4 separate regions of the Mus musculus genome follow, and all the other regions are linked to region 1. Evidence: chromatin contacts called from public HiChIP or PLAC-seq and promoter capture Hi-C data. All regions are on one chromosome and are shown on one strand. Each heading gives the region's core, a stretch centred on a gene start, on an enhancer-like site or on the middle of the called end of the contact. The rest is flanking DNA. Distances are from core to core; before and after follow the strand shown.

Region 1 (3,369 bases), core at 420-2,919:
AAAAAAGAAACAAAAATATCATTATCCAACTAGAGTAATAACTATCTTCTAAAATTCAAATAATCTTGCTTAAAACAAGATAACAAGGAAAAGTTTGTTGTTTATTGAGACAAGGTCTCATTCTGTGTTATGGCCTGGAAATTACTATGTAAATCAGACTGGCCTTGAAACCACAGAGATCCTACTGCCTCTTCCTCCCAAGTCCAGAGAAGGCATTTTCGGCCACACCTGCCTATCTTAAATACCTCTTTTTAACTGTCTAAGTGAACACACCCTATCAAGTTAAAGCCTATGGAACCCAGCAGCGCTTCCTAGCCTCTTTGGGGACGGAGAAGGGGGGAACCAGGAGCAGGGGCGAGGGGGAATGAAGACAAACAATGGAGGAAAAAAGGGGTGCTTTCTGATAAGTCATGTAAGATGATCTGTTCAGCTAGGCTGCACAACCAAACACACAAAAATTCAGATCAAAGCTAGGGTGCATACCACGGTAATATTTAGGTAATATCCTTTGCCAAAGCATTAAGGGGTGCGGGGCGGGGGCGGGGAGGGCGACGACCGGACTGACAAGAAGGTGGAAAGAACCTGCTAGACCACCTCTTATTAGAGCAGAAAGGCAAGAAACATAATCTGTCTGTATGGAAGAGTGGGGAAAGCAGTGCCCTAGATATATTGGGAGTATTCCTATAGATAGGTACACAAGCACAAAGACCTATTATCATGAACTAAGCCCAGAAAACAATGTTCAGGATGCCGGCGTACCGCCGCTACGTAAATAGATCACCATTAATCGTAAAAGAAAGTGTTCTAAATATACAGAGACATAAGAATGCAGACTCACACTTTCAATGAACAGACCCACTGGTTTTACAATGAGAAACAACGAAACACCAAAAGACCTGTTATCTGAAATAACACCAGAGACGAAGGGGTAAAGATGAAGTTATCTTTACACCTCTTTTCCTTCTGCCCTTTACGACGATCTCAGACGGTCTCATTTCACAGGACACACACCACTAAGGTCTCCGGAAACAAAGCAGGGTCACTAATTCTCTGGCCTGTGGGTGCACGCACGCCCCCCACCCACAAATGATGAGGCCGCCATATGACTTTCATTAATAAATAAGCCAACCAGAGAGGTCTCAGTGTGCCTTGCACGGTGTGACAACCAGGCACGAGACAAGCACCACAAAAGAAGGAGTGGCTCGGGACCAGAAAACCACTGCCACACCGCACCCCCCGAGACCAGCGTCGGTCCCCACCACCGACGCAGAGGCAGCGGCTCCTCCATCCTCCGCCCATCCCGCCTCCCCCGCCCGGGCCCAGCCCGAGGTGACCTCCGGGTGACAGCCCGCGCCGCCCTTTGTGCCTGTATGTGGGGACTAACCCACGGACCCCGGTCTCGGAGGGGGTGCGAGGCCGGCGCGCTGCCCTCAGCATCCCAGAGCCGGACCTGCGGAGCCTGCGCTTCAGCCTCAGCCGCGCGGCGCTCAGGCCCAGCCCTCCCCTCACTCACCCGGGCGACGGGCAGCGGGCGTGCGGGCGGCGGCGCCCGGAGTCAGCTTCTTGCGGTGAACTGCTAGAGCCGCGTCCGTGAGTCCGAGCCGCTGAGCTGGCGGTAGCGACTGCTTAGCTGCGGCCCCGGCGAGGGGCGGGCCCGGCGGGGGAGGGGCGGCGCCGCGCCTCTCATTCATGCCGCGGGGGCGGGGTGTGGGACCCGGATGCCCGGGCAAGTCCCGCCTCCTCACTGAGGGCGCGCGGCTTCATTGTCGGCAAGTGCGCAGGCGCGGCGTCCCTTCCGCTGGGCTACTGGCTGCTCTAGAGGATTGATTCGTGATGCCCAGCTATAAGGTTCATATCTTCTCCGCTGTGTAGTGTTTTCCGTGTATGTGGACGTTCGTAAGAGTTAAAAAAGTAAAGCTTCGCTTCTCGTAGCATCCGGCCCAAGAGTCCTCAAAGGTGAGGTACCCCTAGTTAGATCTTCCACCTGCTGCGCCTGTACAGACAGTGGAAGGAAATATATTTAAGAAACAGTGTGTCCTTTATTTAATTACATCTACTCATTACTCTCGACCCCCAGCTCCTATTCTACACTACAGACAAACTGACTCAGGATTTGGGAGCACTGAGCCCTTGCCTAAATTCTAGCAGGTCAGCGAAAGCATGCAGGAGTTCTCATAGCTACCACTGCTAAAACGGATTAGCAGAGGGTGTGGGTACCGCACCTCAGGCCTCCCTCCCTTAACTTCCCATTTCCCTGGGAGGTATTTCCCCCCCCCCCCCCGCCCCCAATCCTTCTATAAACCATAACTAGTTTGTGACTTTAAATTCATCATGGAAAATGCCCACCAGCCCATTCCTCCAGCTTTAGTAAACCATACATTTCCTAGGAAAGGGGAAGTAAGAAGGACTCAGAATGTTTAATCACAGACCCTCGACCCAACTTCCTCTCTCTCCAAATCAGGCCAACACCTGTGAGCTATTTCCCTTCTCTCCTCCCCACCTCTCCCCTGCCCTCCTCTTCCCTCCTCTCCCCCTCCTTCCCCCGCCCCCCTTCTACCTCTGCTCTCAGGATCCCTGCTGTGTTGTTGCCAGCTTAAAAGTCCTACCTAATTCTGTCACCTTGGCACATAGGCTAAGGCAGATCAGTACCGACATTAGGGTACAAAGCTTTCATATTCTTGGTCTCTTGTTCAAGGAATTGAAATAAAAGCTCTCACCGATGTGTAAAAGTAGCAAGAAAATTTAGTTGAAGCAAAGCAAGGGGGGGGGGGGGAGCAGCAAAGCAAAATAAAAAAAAAAAGAAAGAAAGAAATATTCAGGACACACTACAACGGAGCTGCAGGCCACGTGAGTGAAGATACTCAAGGGCTTGGATTACTATCTCAGGCTTTCTTTTACTGCATTCAAGAGAAGTGTCGCACAAACTAGAGTTGTCCGGGGAGAGGTTACCCCAGTTGAAGAATTACCTCCTTCAGGCTGGACTGAAGGCACCTCTGTGGGGCATATGCTTGATTAATGATTGATGTGGGAGGACCCACCCCTTGTAAGCATATCACCTGCCACCGACTGTAAACCTATACACACCAGGAATCTCCTTTGGAAAATATGTCAGTGGTTGTACTGGCTAGAGCTTTATGTCATATCCACACAGCTAGTGCTATCTGGGAAGAGAAGCCTCAATCGAGAAGATGCTTCCATTAGATTGCTTGTAGGTGAGTCTGCAGAACATTTTCTAGATTACTGGTTGACATGAGAGGGCATGAACCACTGTGGGTGGTATCACACCTGGCCAGGTGGTCCTGGTTGCTATGAGCAAGCCATAGGGCGCAAGCCAGTAAGCAGCACCCTTCCATGGCCTCTGCACCAACT
Region 2 (3,369 bases), core at 342-2,841, 230 kb before region 1:
CTATGGTGACAGAACCAAACCTCTAACATGGATCGAGGATTCTTGTGAACCATCTGCTGCCCTCTGTGTAGACGGTTAGGGTTAGGGTTAGAGTTAGGGGTAGGGGTAGGGGTAGGGATAGAGTTAGGCTTGGTTTTAGGCTTAGGCTTAGGCTTAGGCTTAGGCTTGGGCTTGGGAAAGCTGAGCAGAGGTGGGACAGTGACTGAGGAGGAGTGAAGCAGGACCCAGGGCAGAGATGGAGCCACATGAGGGAGTGCCATCAGGCCACCACCTGAGCTGGGGATCTGCAGCTGTGGCCCAGGGGGAATTGGATGCTTGAAACAAAAAACAAGAAGCAGGTGTGTGGGAGAGTCGGACCCTGAAGGAGGTCAAGCCCCTAGAGGCCTCTGCAAAATGTCTTGTCAGCGAACAACTAGGCACACCCAGGGGGCCTCCCCCTTCTCTGAGAAGGGGTTGGGGGAGGGGCTGTGAGGGCTGCAACTGGGATATAAAGTGAGTAAATTAATTTATCGATTAATTAAAAAAAAGTCTTGTCACACATACCCTAACAGCCAAATACACACAGACACGAGATACAGTGTCACACACATACTGCACGGGTGCCTCTGTCCTCAGTCAGGCAGGGAAACCTGCTGGCTGGACACCTTGCTGGGACAGACACACCCCTCCAGCCCTGACCTCGGTCAGAAAGCCCTCTGGGACAGCAGATATGACAGTATGGGCAGCAAGCCCTAGGGAAGGGACACATTTTCTCTGGGCACAATGAGAGAACCTAGGCAGACCAGGAGGGAAACCGAGGTCTGGCAAAGGGTGACATGGCAGAGAACAAAAGCAGCTCCCCTCCTTGTCCGCTGCTGGGTCTAGGGGAGCAGGTCACAAGGAGGTAAGGTCTGCAAGCATCTGGGGCCTTTGTGGGGCACAGGGACCAGAGGACTTGACAGATCCTGGGAGTACAGGGCAGGGTAAGTCAGCTCCGGACAGAGCTCAGGCAAGCACCTGACCATCAGGGCTTCCCCTACAAGTCTCCTGACTTAAGCCAGAACCTGGCATCACCAGGAGGTCCTGGGTTGATACAAGAAGGCCGTAAGCCTCATTCGAAAGGTTGAGGACTTCTCACTGTTGAGGCAAATTGGGAGGTCTCCAGTCAGGCCTGAGGTCCCAGCCTGGAAACCTAGCTTCTGCCTTCACCCTAAGTTCAGACAATCGGGGACGAAAAAGTGTTGAGGAGACTGCAAAGACCTAGGACAGGGTCACCCTTCGTAGGGGACTAGACTCTGGGCAGCAGATGCCAAGGCCCAGCACCAGGGAGGGCAGCTGGGGAAATGCGAGCAGCAAAAGGTCTTTGAGGGTCTGGAATTCTCCGCACACCCTGCTCCTCCCCCTCTGCCTTCTCCCATCCCACCCCCCTGTGCTGCTGCCCTCTGAGCAGGGGAGGCACCGCTGGCCCGCTGGCCCGCAGTGCTGCTGTGTTGTGAGGGAACTGGGAGGGGCTCGGGCTGGGCCCCCTCGGCTGAGCCCCGCGCAGGCAGGCCCCGCCCCGGCTCGCACATCTGGGCGGCGAGTGCGGCCATCCGGCCTGGGGGAGGGTGCAGAGACGGGCCTGGTGCACGTTGAGGTCCACTGTAAGCTCCGCTGCGGGACTCTGAGCTAGCACCCAGGCGACAAGACCCGGAGGAGCTGTCCGAGGGGCGGAGGTGAGCTGGGGAAGGACCTCTGGGCTTCCCAGAGAGTTGCAGAGGCTGCCCTGGGGAACTGTGAGCCCACTGGCTGGGTGGGGGCAGATCTGCAAGCTCCTCGAGGAGGCGAGGAGGCGGGCCCGCTGGCCTGGACAGGGGGAGGCAACTGAGCTCTGGCTCCTACCTGGGGCTATGGAACCCCACTGGAGTTTTAGTCTGGAGAAACCGCTGCAGGGGAGGTGGGGTGGAGCCTGGCAGGAGAGTCGTTGTGGACTAGGGCCTGCTCACTTAACCAGTTGTGGGGACCTGCTGCCTAGGCCAGAAGTGAGACAAGGGGTTGGATGTATTTGTGTCAAGAATTGCCTCAGGAGACGCCAGTCACTGAGACCCAGGGATGTGGGAGAGCGTCAGGGTGATCAGGATGTCAATATTCCAGAGACCTCAGGTTTCTCTCAAAAGGTGGGAATCCAAGTTGGGTGGGGTCTGAGCTTCTATAAGGTTAGAGGAGTTATCTGTGGAGTAAGTCTGTCGATGGAGGAAAGAGAAGAAAGGAACACTTATGCAGACTTCTGGAGCCATGGAGAGTGAAAAATTTCGTTGGAGAGAGCGGTCATGGATGAATGGGCATTAGGTGTTGGTGGAACAGAGATTGTGAACTAGTTATTGCCCTGATGATGGATGATTAGGTTACCCAGAGGGGTGGTGCAGGCATAAGGAGCAAAGCTGAGGCAGAGAGGGACCACCCATGGCCATTCCCATCACCCATAGCCATCACAGGAGGGAGTGGCCGCCTCACTCCACAGCCTTTTCCTGGTCCCCTCTCCTTGAAGTCATCTCCTCATAGGGTGGGGCAGCCTTTTGGGTGCCAGTTCTGATCTGATCCTGTGGCCCCAGTTGACCGTAGCCTGCTGACAGTCCTGTTGCAATAAAGGGCTGGCAGGGTGCTAGGCTGAGAGGCAGGGTCCCCGAGAAGAATGTTAAGATCTGAGTGGGTTCTTTGTTCTCATGAGCATCATGTAGAAACAGGAAGCCCAGCAAGACACACCTGCAGATTTCTGGAGATCACAGGAACGCATCCTAATCACCCCACGCAACAAGAGACCCTTGGAGAACTGTGTCCATAGGGCAAAAGAATTCTAGGCTACTGTGAGATCTGGAGAAGTCTCTGAGTTCCCACTTGGCCACACCCAGTCCTGGTCTTCAATGACTGACAGACCTTGTCTGTCAGACAGCACTCAGGGATGTAGGTCAGGGTGAATCTGAAGAGTCAGAGTCATGAGGCCAAGAGTTAAGAGCTGCCCATAGGCAGGGCTAAATGGGTCTGGGTCTGGATTTGGCATGCAGTTTTTTTCACTGGGAAATGGGGTGACTTTCTGTAAACCAACTTATTCTACTCAGTGACTCTCAAACTCAGATGTTGGCACTGTGAAATTAGAAAGTCCCCGGGATGGGGGTCTGCCTCCATCTGCTTCCAACTCTGTACACTGGCCTAGCTGTTGGGAGCTAAGTTGTCCCAAGCCCTCAGTCAGCATTCTCCTCGAGTGTTTTTGAGTGCATATGCATGGTGCAGTGAGAAGGTCTTGAAGATACACGGGGCACATGTGTATCTTGCACAGCAGGTCCTTTACCACCACCTCTTAGGGACCTGTGGAAACTCTGTCACAATGTGTTTCAGTTCCTAACTCTGTCAAAA
Region 3 (3,369 bases), core at 519-3,018, 210 kb after region 1:
GGTCTGCTGCCAGTGAATGCATGTGGGCTCACCCACAATCTATTTCCAGAGATGGGTATCTATGGGGATCACACACACTGATCACATCATACAGATTGATGTTTGCTCAGATTTCCAAGGAACTAAAGCAAGACCGAGGTTTGTAACATCTACAAAGGGTAAGAAAGAGTGAGAAGCCTGTTTAAGGGAAAACACATTAGTATCAAGAACCCCTCGGGCGCGCTCTCTCTCTCTCTAGTAAGAGAACAGGAAGTTGATAAACTTCCACAGTTAGGTTGTGGGTCATCTAAGCTTTCCAGGTAAGGACCGCCCAGAGGGGAAGGGTCTAAAGTGAGGGAATCACTCACCCAGAGGCAGGACGAAGAAAAAGGGGAACCAGCACAGGACGAAGACACCCACGACGATGGCTAGGGTCTTGGCAGCCTTTTTCTCGCGGGAAAACTTGAGCAGCCTTACGGAGAGCGAGCTGCGCAAGGTGTGCCCCTTGCTACTCTGTGTCCCTGGATTTCCTTTGGCGCTAGTGGCTGCGCCGCGACAGTGGATCCTCAGAACCACCTCAGAGGCCTTGCCCGGCTCCCTCTTGATGCCCGCCTCGAGGCTGCGCGTGGTGCTGCGCGCGACCACATACACGCGGCAGTACATGACCACGATCACTGCCATGGGGAGGTAGAAGGAGCATACGGAAGAGAAGATCGCATAGCCCACCTCCTCGGTGATGCCGCAGAAACGCTCATCCGGGGGCACTGGTTCCTTCCAACCTAGTAGCGGTCCCACAGATACCACCAAGGCCACCGCCCAGAGCAGAGCCAGAATGGCAGCGGCCTTGCGTTCTGTCATAATGGCTGGATACTTGAGCGAGTGGCGCACACCCACGTACCGGTCCACAGAGATGGTGCAGAGGCTAAGGATGGAGGCAGTGCAGCATAGCACGTCCACCGCGGCCCATACGTCGCAGAAGGTCCGGCCGAAGGCCCAGAAGCCTAGAACCTCCATAGTGGCTGAGAAGGGCAACACAGCTGCACTCAGTAGCAGGTCAGCCACTGCTAGGTTCACGATGAAATAGTTGGTGACCGTCTGCAAGTGGCGGTTGCAGGCCACGGAGAGGATGACGAGAAGGTTGCCCGCCACAGCGGTGAGGATGAAGGCGGCTAGGAAGACACCCACTCCCACGCCCTGAGCACTCACCACTAGCCCCCCGACGGCCGCCGAGCCATTCACCTCGCCGCTTGCCGCGGCCCCCGCTTCTGCCGTGGAGCTCTGGTTGTCCTCGCCGCTGCCGGTTCCCACCACAGCGCTACCGCCTGTGGCACCCGGCACGCCGCCCACCGCCGGACCCTCGGGGCCAACCGTGCCAGCTCCGCCGCCCGCGCCGGAGCCCCCAGTGCTACTGCTCGCCCGGGGTCCTTCGAAAGTGACGCTCAGGATGTCGCGGAAAGTCATCTCACGGCGCAGCCGTCGGGGCCCGAGCCCAGGCACAGGGCGAGCAAGTGGCGGGGAGGGAGCCCGCGGGCATCGCCGCAGCGCCCGAGCCAGCCCCGCGCGCCGGTCCCGTCGGTCCTGCCCAAGTTCCCGCGGCAGAGGGGCCGCAGGGGAGCGGTGCTGCAGGGAGAGCGGGGCGGAGGTCACCAGGCCGTGAAGGTCCCAACGGGAACGGGCTCTGGCGGTGGCTGCAGAGTCACAAGAAAACAAGGGCCGGGGCCGGCTCCCTGCTCCCTGCTCCCCTCTCCAAGCGTGTCCTGGCGAGCGGTGGCTCCTCCGGGAGCGTCAGTGCAGGCGGCGGCCTCTGCAGCGCAGGGGACTCTGCGCGGGGGCGGGACGGAGGAGGGGCGGCGGGGAGGGAGGAGGGGGCGGCCGGCGCGAGCCAGCGAAGGGGCTCCGCGCGTCCAGCGGCTGCGGGGGTCCTCGCCGGTGCTCACGACCGTCCTCTGCCCTAGCTGTCCCCTTATCCTCCTTTCCTCAGCTCTCCTGCACCCCGGCTTTTGCCCCAGCGCTCCTCGCTGCCTCCCTTCCTCTCTCTGGACTTGCGGTCACTCTCTGCTTGCCCTTGCCCTAGCGGAGCATACAAGGTGCGATTCCCCGGGACTCCGGGCTCCCGGCTTCTGCCGCCAGAGAGCAGCAAGAGCCCAGGATCTGTGGGTTCAGGGCTGGATGATTTAAAAAAAACGCTGCCACTTGAGAACGTCTGGATGCGGTTTGATGCCCCTCCTCTTTTTTCTAGGGCAACTGGCCAGCCCAAGATCTCAAAACCCACTATGGTGCGATGGTGGCATTGAGACAGCCCTGAAGGGGTCAAGATGCTTGGGCGCGGGTTGAAGATGGGCGTGACTGGCGTGAGACCAGATGGTGTGGTCACAGCCCTAGGACTTTGCCCGTACTCTGAATAATACCAACTTTGGCCCTGCAACTCTACTCTGCATCAGAAGTCAGAATAAATCTTCCTGTTGCTACTCGAAGTACTCGGGACTCCCTCTGGGCAGAAAAGGTCACGTTCTGGAGGGTGGGAAAGGTTACTGCAGGGTGCTTAACAGGGAGGGAGCAGAGTAGCTTGCCTCCACCATTCAGGCTCCGGCGTCTTGTGCCTCGGTTCCCCACATGTGAAAACGAGAGTAAGATTCACTGTGTTAGCAGCGCCACCAAAGTAGTGCCCATACTTCTCAGAAGAGTGGAGAATAGTGGGGTAAAGCCTGAACACGAAGAACAGAGGGGAGAGGGGACGGGGCTGTGCTAGGAAGCAGGGACGCAAGGGAAAGAGAAGGGAGGGAGGAGGACCAATAGGGAGAGACACAATGCCACTGGACCACCCCAGGCAACTGTACTTACATGGTGCACATAAACTGGCCTCCTCAGGCAACTGTACTTACATGGTGCACATAAACTCATGTAGGCACACACATGATGTGCGCGAGCACACACACACACAAGTGCAGGCACAAATACATCTTCAAAACACTACCTTTCATTCTTCATCATTTCTTCCTTTCCTTGACTTGGCTTATGGAAGCGAGGCCATAGAGATGCGGGAGGATGCTCTGAAAATGTCATGTGCATGTCCTTGGTGCCTGGTTTATTCCTTGTTGCAGATGGTGGGATGGTAGAAGCAATGAAAGCCTCAGTTGTGTTGTGACATGAGCTTTCTTCTTCTCCCATCCTGCAGACCATTCACTGAACTCGATCCACAAGAGCTGAGCCCTTGGCAGGCAAAGTATGACTTATACACACACTGCCTTCCTAAGGCAGATATTCTGATAGGAGCTTGTACCTGGGGAGTGAATACTGGAATTGTCTTACTGTAGGGTCTTCAGCAATTCTTACTGTAGGGTCTTCAGCAACTCTCTGGGACCATTGCCTTCTTTACAGCTGAGGGCAAAT
Region 4 (3,369 bases), core at 408-2,907, 180 kb after region 1:
TGGCATTGGGATCTTGGCTTTGCGTATCATTTCACTTGGTCTCTCTATTGTTTCTTGTTCTCCTAAAACTAGTCAGCATAATTCTGTCATGAGCCAAGCCATACCAGCAGGCTCGTCTGGAGGAGAAGGGCTGTGCCCACTGACCAGGATAAAGCAGAGGAGCACACCACACAGACCATACAGTGCCGCCTACGCCATCTTTCCACAGACAAAGCAGGGCTTTCCCTCCCACCGCTCACAGTCCAGTCCAACTTCATCTTCTTCGTCTGAGCATGTGGCACCACCATTCTTTGGCTTCAGAACACTCAGGTCACTATCCACTCCCTATCATCTGCTTTCCCATAGGCGAGTCTCATCGACTCCTCTTACGCATTCTGAATCGCATCCTTTGAGATACCCCACTGTACCTGCATCTCTGCCTTGAGTGGCGGAGGCAGCCTCCCAGGTGGTGTTCCTCTATAACCTCCTCCACAGGGCCAATGCAGCCTCCTTGGTTTCCAGGGACAGCCCTCACACTGGAGAAGCAAGGCGTTGCTCTCAGTCATCCTGTGAGAAGTTCTAAGGTCCCCCTGCTTCCTCTCTGTCTTCCCCTAGGACCTGGCTGCTCTTTTTTGTCAGGGTTCTAATCAGATACTTTTCTGGGCATACTGTCCTTTTCCACAGTTACCCCGTCTACCCCATTCTGTGCCCCCTTTCTTCACGGCCTTTCTTTCCTCCCCTTTGCTACTTGGTGTTTATGCAGATGCCTGTCCTTCCATCTCATGACTATGGAAGTTCCCTGTTCACTGCTACGTATCCGGTGCATCCAAAATAGTACCCAGTGTAGAGACAGGTTAATGGAAAAGGTTTACAGAATGGTAAGGGAAGGAAGACACCATGCAAGGGTGTGAGCCTGGAGACGCGCCCTTAGTGTTGGTGGCAGCCCTCTTGGGTCTCCCTTTAGGTTCCTGACACTCCTCTCCTGCCCACAACTCTATTTTTCTTTGCTGTCTTCTGCCTCATAGACACATAAAATCTAAGTAAGTCACTTCTCACCCATACAGACAGCTCTCTAGCCTCCTGTGGGAATTCCCTCGGGACACAAGGTTGACCCCTACTCTGCTTTGGTGACCTGTAATCCCCACCCTCTAAGGCAGGGACCTTTATCCCGACTTTCCAGCTGCCTGTTTGCTTCTGTCATTGCTCTTTGCTCCTCTTCACAGGGAAGTGTCACATGCTGCTGTCTGCGCTGGTACTGTCTCAGTTCCACCGTGCTCACACCAGCAGTTAGTGGTGGAGATTTTTCCAACTGCAAAGATACACAAGGGTCAAATGGGTTCTCCTTCTCACAAGGCAGGCCTGGAGAGGCAGAAGTTCTCTGGAAGAAAGGACAAGCCACGAACCATGACCATGACCTCTAGCACCACCTTCTGGCCATATGGGAACACAGCACTTGCTGCATTGAGAGGATTTGTATTCTCTGAGCTTTTCTGAATTCCTGAGAATGAACCAAGCAAGCGGTCACTGGACCCCGTTTAATAAACACTGAACAATGAATAATATCAGAAGTGTGATTTCAATTTACTCTTCAATCTGGTGTCAGAGCCCCCCACACGGTGTGGCTCTGGGTTGATGGAAGTGACACAGCTGTGAGGAACAGCATTGCGTTTACTTATTGTGGCCGGTTAGATCTGGCTACACCATGGGGATAACACGAGCCTTTCATACATAACTTATATAAAAACTAAACGTATTTACTGGAATGTAGTTGTTTGTGTGTTAGTTATTTTCTGTTGCTGGGATAAAACACCATGACCAACAGCAACTTACAGGAGGGTTTATTTTGGCTTATAGACCCATGGGGACGAGCTCATCACCACCTCATCGAGGAGGTGTGGCAGCAGCAGGCAAGCTGCTGGAGAAGGGAGCTGATGTGCACATCTTCAACCACAAGCAGAAGTGGAGAGGGAACTGGAACCGCTCAGAGCTGCCTGAAGTGACGTACATCCTCCAGCAGGGTGCAGCATCCTGACCTCCCCAAACAGCACCACCACCTGGGGCCCCAGTTCGGACATCTGAGCATCCGGGGCGGGGGAATCTTTCTGGAATAAGCACTCTGACACCAGTGAGTGGAAGAGATGAGCCGCCACTGATGGACCAAAGCCAGGACAAATCCTGAAAGGTTTTGATGCCAGGCTCAGTTTGCGTTCTCATTTTATATTCTAAAATACAAGTCAGACTGGCAAGCAAGCAAGCTTTTACAGAAGGGTTTGGGGCAACGGCTCATCATCTCAGCTTTTCCTCCAGGTCACTCTGTTCCAGGTAACAGGTGAAGCCATGCTTGGCAGACACACAGTACATGCAGTGCTCTAAGAAAGCCATCAGATAAATCAATATCTAATAACTGGTAAGATTAATGACTGAGAGAGGCACAAAAAACACTTTTGTTTCTTGAAGTTCAAAACTTTAAAGAACAACATGCATGATCTGTGTATTGTATGTGCGGTTTGTAGTGGTTTTGAAGTAGAGTCATGTAGAAAAGACTAATTATTAGACATTGATTTGCCAAACTCGACTTTACTAGTTACCTAAAACAGTGACCTGGAGGAATCGCCGAGACTGTGAGCCGTTGCCCTTAACAGCCTGCTGACTGCCAGGAACACTTTTGTAAGGTTAATGCGTTTGGCAGCTTTCCGCTACTGTGGCAGAATACCTGAGAAAATTGGCTCATAAAGTGGAAAGGTTCACTCTGACTTCCAGTCCAGGGTGTTTCAGTTAAGGGCCCTGCAGATGCACTGCTTTGGGCCTCTGGTGAGACATATGACAGGATGTGTTTGGAGAGAGAGAGAGAAGGAAGAAGAGTGACAGGGAGGGAGGGAGGTGGAGAGGGAGGGAAAGAGGGAAAGAGAGAGAGAGGGAAGATGCAAAAGGGAGACTGAGGGAGGGAAGGAGGGGAGAGAGGGGGTGAGGGGCAAGGAGTGAGGGAGGGAGAGTGAGGCAAAAGGAAGGGTGAGAGGGAGGGAGGAGGGGAGAGAGGGACCTGGGGGGGGCACATACAAGGAAGGAGGGAGAGACTGTGTGATCTCTCATATTCTTGGGGAACATTTTTAGATCCAAAGAGCTGCCACCCTCAAGACACTTGACATATTAGTTTGAACTTTGATAATTTCTTTAAAAAAATCCTATTGGGAAATATTTTCAGTTTTATTTTATTTGCCTGCATGTATGTCTGTGCACCATGTGTATGACTGGTGCCCACAGAGGCCAGGAAAGGGGCTACAGATGGCTGGCCGTGAGTACATGCGGGCACTAGGAACTGAACCTGGGTCTTCTTTGAGAGCAGCCAGGGTTCCTAACATCTCTGCAACCCCAGATTTTCTCATTTCTGTA

What was found. Promoter capture Hi-C pulls out the DNA fragments that hold promoters and counts their contacts. HiChIP or PLAC-seq counts read pairs in DNA pulled down with a chosen protein or histone mark.
Region 2: a promoter capture Hi-C map of erythroid cells shows a contact between it and region 1, with 2.2 times the contacts expected there. The contact joins the promoter of Hspa12b here to the promoter of Rnf24 in region 1. A contact is called at or near these places in 2 of 39 promoter capture datasets (erythroid cells and liver), 1 of 115 datasets of contacts at active chromatin or transcription factors (forebrain) and 2 of 9 other capture datasets (adipose tissue and liver).
Region 3: a promoter capture Hi-C map of embryonic stem cells shows a contact between it and region 1. The contact joins the promoter of Adra1d here to the promoter of Rnf24 in region 1. A contact is called at or near these places in 6 of 39 promoter capture datasets (the 3T3-L1 cell line, 3T3-L1-derived adipocytes, embryonic stem cells and 3 more) and 2 of 484 Hi-C or Micro-C datasets (both in embryonic stem cells).
Region 4: a contact with region 1 is called in an H3K4me3 HiChIP or PLAC-seq map of bone marrow-derived macrophages, with 2.4 times the contacts expected there. The contact joins the enhancer-like site here to the promoter of Rnf24 in region 1. A contact is called at or near these places in 3 of 39 promoter capture datasets (the SN4741 cell line, cancer-associated fibroblasts and embryonic stem cells), 1 of 15 datasets of contacts at CTCF or cohesin (CD8 T cells), 19 of 484 Hi-C or Micro-C datasets (the AML12 cell line, the G1E-ER4 cell line, LSK cells and 12 more), 10 of 115 datasets of contacts at active chromatin or transcription factors (the 230-238 cell line, bone marrow-derived dendritic cells, bone marrow-derived macrophages and 5 more) and 3 of 9 other capture datasets (adipose tissue, embryonic stem cells and liver).

The regions. Positions count from the first base shown.
Region 1 is chr2:131,351,223-131,354,591 of GRCm38.p6, forward strand. It overlaps Rnf24 (ring finger protein 24), which reads right to left and starts at 1,670. Exons shown (of 6, transcript NM_178607.4): 1 at 1,514-1,670. Gm30590 (a long non-coding RNA gene) reads left to right here and starts at 1,610. Exons shown (of 2, transcript XR_374984.2): 1 at 1,610-1,956.
Region 2 is chr2:131,125,821-131,129,189 of GRCm38.p6, forward strand. Hspa12b (heat shock protein 12B) reads left to right here and starts at 1,592. Exons shown (of 13, transcript NM_028306.3): 1 at 1,592-1,694.
Region 3 is chr2:131,560,729-131,564,097 of GRCm38.p6, forward strand. It overlaps Adra1d (adrenergic receptor, alpha 1d), which reads right to left and starts at 1,769. Exons shown (of 2, transcript NM_013460.5): 1 at 348-1,769. The coding sequence starts at 1,440. It overlaps Gm14285 (a long non-coding RNA gene), which reads left to right and starts at 1,048. Exons shown (of 3, transcript XR_374988.3): 1 at 1,048-1,132; 2 at 1,961-2,066; 3 at 2,219-3,369.
Region 4 is chr2:131,528,809-131,532,177 of GRCm38.p6, forward strand. It overlaps Gm30732, which reads left to right. Exons shown (of 2, transcript XM_017319385.2): 1 at 1-309; 2 at 1,203-1,536. The coding sequence ends at 1,473. Among named protein-coding and RNA genes, the nearest start is that of Gm30732, 4.5 kb to the left of the region's middle. Within about 2 kb of position 1,658, at least 27 of the 459 cell types and tissues checked have an H3K27ac peak or open chromatin away from gene starts, as enhancers often do. A contact at or near this core is called in the STO cell line, adipose tissue and bone marrow-derived macrophages, where this site is marked.